2 separate regions of the Gossypium hirsutum genome follow, and region 2 is linked to region 1. A link is a contact called in public Hi-C data. All regions are on one chromosome and are shown on one strand. Each heading gives the region's core, a stretch centred on a gene start, on an enhancer-like site or on the middle of the called end of the contact. The rest is flanking DNA. Distances are from core to core; before and after follow the strand shown.

What was found. A called contact is a pair of places that touch in the nucleus more often than the background predicts.
Region 2: a Hi-C map of leaf shows a contact between it and region 1, with 2.7 times the contacts expected there. The contact joins the promoter of LOC107928685 here to the promoter of LOC107928656 in region 1. A contact is called at or near these places in 2 of 34 Hi-C or Micro-C datasets (both in leaf).

The regions. Positions count from the first base shown.
Region 1 is chrA12:90,637,257-90,640,322 of Gossypium_hirsutum_v2.1, forward strand. LOC107928656 (E3 ubiquitin-protein ligase AIRP2) reads right to left here and starts at 1,448. Exons shown (of 5, transcript XM_016859913.2): 1 at 1,141-1,448; 2 at 270-432; 3 at 107-173; 4 at 1-9. The coding sequence starts at 1,229.
Region 2 is chrA12:90,990,322-90,993,556 of Gossypium_hirsutum_v2.1, forward strand. LOC107928685 (NADH dehydrogenase [ubiquinone] flavoprotein 1, mitochondrial) reads left to right here and starts at 1,519. Exons shown (of 3, transcript XM_016859935.2): 1 at 1,519-1,803. The coding sequence starts at 1,534. It overlaps LOC107928708 (a long non-coding RNA gene), which reads right to left and starts at 36. Exons shown (of 2, transcript XR_001692681.2): 1 at 1-36.

The DNA.
Region 1 (3,066 bases), core at 198-2,697:
ATATAACACCTAAAATTAGTTAATTAGCAAAGAGAGACAATGACAAGGTGAATGAATCATTATAGGAAAAAAAAAAAACACACTCAAACTAAGATTATATGCATACCGTAAAACTCTCTAATTGTTGCCTTCCTTCCACGTCTAGATATATTTGATCTCCCATCTGTATAGACCTTTAGCAAACAATGTGGAAATGAACAAATGGCGCATATGAATATGTATGAAAATAAATGTAAAAGAGGGGAACAAAATAAGCCGTTATAATGAACCTTGTATACAAGAATGTGAAAGAGGTTTAGAAATCTAGGGAGTAGACACATGCAGGAACTATCCATCCACTGTAACAAAAATAGAAAGAGGGGAGCCAAATGATTATACACCAATTTCATTTGAAGGTGAGCACCACTCTTGGCCCTTGGAATTGCAGCAGCCCTAAAACCCCCAAGAACACATTCTTAGAAGAACTAAAATGGAGACACAATATATTCTAAGCCAATCATTAAGCATCACAATGACCAAAATCCTTTAATAAATATGCAAATATTAGCATACTACCATTAAATGAATGAAACTTCTTAAGTTGCTATCTGCTAAAGAAACATCAAACTATCATCAAGTTCAGACAAACACTCTCAGAAGAAGAATGACGATAAGGAAGTAAAACCCTATCATAAACATACAAATATTAATATGCTACCACAAACAAATGAAATCTTTTTGAGCTGTTCTCAGCTAGAGAAACATCAAACGACCAACAGCTCAGCAAATAGGCAGAGAGATTTTAGCTGGTATAAGAATTGTTAGGCTGAAAATTTACAATACTAAACCATATACAAAAAATCTGCAATTGGTTATTCAATAATATCATAAAGCTAACGAAAGATTATCATAAAAGAGAAAAGAATCAGATAAACTTCCAAACCGAATGTTTTTCGGTTTTTTTTAATAATTTCTTTTAACAACTAGCAGAGCAGCTAAAAAACTAAGCTTTTTAATCATTATCATCAAAAGCAACCCAATCAAGCAACTAATAAACAGAAACAACAAGAACAAGTCAGCAATCAACTTCAAAAGGATGGTGAGGTAAAAGAAAATACTAATTTTTTAAGAAAATTAAACACCCAAGAAAAGAAAACTTACAAAGCATTTGCATGTTGTATGTCAGCCTTTAGTATTTTCAGAAAATCCTGATAAGAAGACTTTGACAACTGATAATACATCATCCCCATCTCTTTAAAAAACAGAGAAAACAAAGAAACCTAGACAAGATACAAGAATCTACAAAGATGAACAACAGAAAGTGTAAGAGAACTGGGTTTTCCCTTTCTAAGAACCCAATCCCCCAGAAGACAACAGAAAGTATAAGAAAACTGAACAAGAAAAGAGACTTTTCTTCTCTCTTGCCTTAACATACTCTTTTTTATCCTTTTCTCATTATAAAGAAAACCATGCCGCTAATAATCATACAACAAGAAAATAAAAATAAAAATAATAATTGGGTTTGGGTTTGGGTTTGGGTTTGGGTTTGGGTTTGGGTTTGAGTTTGGGTTTGGGTTTGGATTTGGGTTTGGGTTTTATTTGGTATTTGAACTTGTTGATTAAATTTGTATGATTAGACAAAGAATATTACATTTATACGTCTAAGAAATTGTGTTATTATTTTATGATGATTTCACATTTATTTCTTTTGTTCTTATCTTAAAAGTTGCTTTTCTTGCCATCTTTCTTTATCTTTCTTTAAAAAAAAAATCCGTCATGACTTTATTTATTTGTTAATAATGTTAATCAGATTATTTCATAAAAAAGTATATATAATCAGACTAGAATTATTATCATAATCAGTACAACTGTTTTCTTTATTATTTATATCATCATATTATAATCTTTGTGGCCTTCTTTTTTTTTTTTAATTATTTGGTTAATTAATTATTTCAAACAATTAAAGATTCGATGTCTAATCATTATCTTCACCTATTTAAATACTTAATCAATCAAGATTTTGAGACAATTTAGTTAATTTTATTTGTTAGGTTTTTTTAATTTGAGACTTCATAAGTGCTTTTTCTATAAATAAATAAGTCTCAAAACGTATTAAATTTCGTATCAAACAGTTGTGGTCGAATTTGGATGAATGAAGGACCTATGAGATTGATATGCCTTGTTCTATAAGGTTTATTCTTATCTGTTAAACTATTTATTTGGTGATTTATCTAATGATTTTACTTGGTTTAAAAAGTTTTATTTTAAAATAATTACTGGAGAAATTTCAATAAGATATATTCAAATTATAATTGAAATTTTATCCTATAAAGACTACTTGGAGAAGATATAGAATTTAACCTACAAATAGGCTGTTGTGCTATATATGGGTGTGCTTTTAGAGTGCTTTTTGTATGGTTATTTGTGTTTCTTTTACTTGGTATTTTTGCATTTTTGCCTCAGACTTTTATCAAAGAGTTTATACTTGATATAAGTGAGGATTTTGGGTGGGTGGTTTGTAACAATTGGAGTTGGTGTTGTAGCTGCAATTACTTATTTGTCTAAAGGTAGGTTGGGTTTAAATTAATGGATGATCTGGAAATTTGTTGAGTAAGAATCATTCTCTGAGTAATGCTCCATAGTATAAGATTGGTGAATCAAAACTCCATTAACAAATCTTGTGTTTGTTTCTCTCATTCCTTATTTTGCTTATCACTTGTGTTCTATTTAAACTCGTGCTCAAACAACAATTACGGTCTAAACATTAGACTGAACATCAAACTAAATAGGGAGCAAATCGTAAGTTCTTACACTTTTAATATAAAAGAACCATTCATAATGAGGTATAATGAATGATTTGTTAGAGTTAAAGGTTTCTTTTAATGATGAAGTTGAGGTATTTAAGATTTTAAGATTTTAATGTAGAATGATGAAACTATGTAAAAAAATTAAAGTATATAAATTAAATTTCAAGTTTCAGCATGCTAATGAGTCAAAATTGAAATTTGGTCATTATATTATAATATATATAAAAAAAAATAAGGTAAACCTAAAAGAAATGAGATTGTCAGTCTCTAATATACTTTG
Region 2 (3,235 bases), core at 269-2,768, 350 kb after region 1:
GATGATTTTCAATGCACCGTTTTGGTGCCTTACAGGAAAAAGACAGCTGTAGGTTGCTTTATTAATGCTTGTAACCATAATAATTACTTCTTTCATTAATAAAAGTATCAGTTGAAGTTCAAAAAAAAAAAACTTTCTAAACACTAGAGAGGTGATTTTTCAAAATTCATTATAATCTTATTTTATTTAAAACACATTATCACGCCATAAGATTAAAAGAAAACATAAATTTCAAATATAATTTGGATTTAACTTATTAAAAATATTTATATACTTTTTTATGAGTCTAATAACATTCATATTGCATATTTTTATATTATTTATTTTAATATCATTGTTATATTTTAATTACTTTCTAATTTATAAAATTCCAATAATATATTTTTTATTTAAAAAATTACATAAACAAAATAATCACAATTACTAACCTTTTGAAATGATACATCTTAAAACACTAATATATTAAAATTCTCCAAATTTTCTCAAGGAATAAAAAATTTAATTTTTAAAAGTAAACAATTAATTTTTGGTAATATCAACAAGTCCCTTAAAGTTTATATGTATATATATATTTATCAATTTTACTCTCTTTTTTTCTAATTAAATTTGATCCTCAACTTAAAAAAAAAAGTTAAATTTTATCATCATCCTTTCAAAAAAGAGATGAATTGATATTTTTTAATGAAAATACTAACTAAAATTTAAAATGTTAAACATGACAGCCTACATTGCAATCCACGCCTACTTTATACTATTTTTTAAATTTTCTTAAACTTTTTATAATTTTTTCGGATAAATATCAAAACTATACATGAACTTTTATCCAATGTGTAATGTCATACGAACATCAATTTTATGCGATTTTATATATGAAATTTTAATTTAATTCAATTTTTACAAATCACTGATAATATTATTGAATTAGTATCATTTTACGTTAATATATTGTATATACAAATAATTATATTATTCTAATATGAAAATAAATGTATGTATCTATTTTTTAAATGTGGACATTTGAATTATAATCAAAGTTTTATGTATGCATATGAACTACAATTCAAGTTTCGTGTGTATAATTATACCAAATTAAAGATCAAGTATCAAATTGCATATTGGATCAAAGTGCATGTATAAAATTGATATTTATCGTTAATTATTTATTTTATTTTTGATTGTTTTAAATTTTTTAATATTTTTAATATTTTTAAATTATTTATTTACGTGACATATAAAATAAATAATGTCATGTTAATATGAAAAATATATAAACGATCACGTGGGTGACTATGCGAGCATGATTAAAAATTTAATATTTTAAATAATATTTCTTTAAAAATTTTATTTAATTTTTTTAACTAAAGGCATATTTAATAAATTTATTAAAAATTTTCATTTATATTTAATATTTTAAATATAAATGTAAATGTAAATGTAAATGTTAATTGCTAAATTGTGTTAAGAAAAACTCGTCTTCAGCAGCGCAAATATTTAATGCAACAGTAGACGTGGCAAATTAATCATATCCGTTGAATGGTGGCCCAAATAACATCCACGACATCACAACGTATCACCGATAGCCATCACAAACACTCTAAGAAATATTGGCCGTTAGATCACTTACCACCCCCTTTCAATCAACATTTTTTATTTTGCACCATCAATCTCCGTTGCTTAGATACCGTAGCCAATCATTCCCCATCTTCAAATTCCCTATTCCCTTTTCCTCCGCCCTTGTTTCTGAATTTTGCAGTCGAGCCGAATCGCAACAATCAAGGATCATCCGCGAAATTTCACTCTATGGTACGCCCCTTTCCTTACTCTTTCACTTGCCTCGGGTTTCTCGTCGATTCATTTCGTTGTTTGATCGTGAAATGTTGTTTCGCGTTTAGTTATAGATCCAAGCAATTGAATTTTTTCCTTCATCTTCTGTTTAGATGCGATTAGCTAGTGGAAAATGAGCGCACAGAAGAAAAGGTTTTAGTTTTAATTTTCTAGAAACTTAGCTTACTGAAGATGGATTGTTTGTTTTAGGGTTATGAAACTAATTTTAGTTAGTGTAGATTTTAATATCTCCTTGTCCATTCGCATACCTTACCAAAAAGGAATGAAGAATGTTGTTTGTTGCTTCAAATTTGGATAAATTGGATGTGGCTCATATTTTGGCCCAAGGAATTAATTTCTACATTTAGGGGTGTTTGGTGATTTCCCATGTTATGATTTTAAAATGTGATTGTGATAACATTATTGCTGTGCAAGTTATTTTATAACATGATATACAGTTAAAATCATGGAAAGTTATATTAAGACGTTTGTTAAATTCAATGCTTTTTCTGAGAACATAATGTTATTTTAACTAAATTATCCTTAAAATAAAAGATGTATTTTAATATTTTTCTGAGAATATAGATATTTACCCTGTGATAGCACACATATATGACATGTTAAAAAGGGAAAAAATAATATGCAGAGTAGAATTTGTAGATTGAGAATAAAACTAGAAAAAAACACTTACTTTGGAACGATGAATTGAAATTGTAGAGACTAGAGAACGAAAGAACAAGCATCAGTTATGTTTTTCTTTTTTTACGATGAACTAGTTAATACCCTAAACACAAATAAAAGAAAGGCTAATTTTGTTCTAGTGATTTTTTTTATTACTTTCCATCTAGATGGAAAAGTAACTCTCCTACTAATTATCAAGGGAATGACTTCACATTACTTGTGAGAAATTAACTCCCAAGGGAATGTTACATTCCAATGAAAGAAGCAATTTTTGCTTACCAAACATTGGAATCACATTCCAACCAATTAAATTCCTTAAAAAGTGATAACTTTCTTAATTCTCAGAAAGATGGTTTTAGTTCAATTCAGAGAGAAGTCAGACTTGAGACTTCAAAATTGATGGACTGATTAATTTGCATAATCAAAGTTCATGATCTTTTCTTATTTTCTTTCCGTTATTTTGGTTGCCACTAGCTGCTCTGGTTGCATTATTGACATCCAAATCCCCCTCATTGTTCACTTGGACCCTTTTTATAGGTTTTACCGATGTCAGTTGCTTCATTCAAACATGTGTGTTACTTCAAATTTGCTATTATTTTCTTCTTGAGTGTTTTCGAGCATTTGTTAGATTTATTGCTGATAATTAGATCATTTCATGGAAGCTAAAAAAGTTGATTAGTTATGTTCCAATATCTTTGGGAAAAATGTTTAATGAGAAAGAATAAAGAAA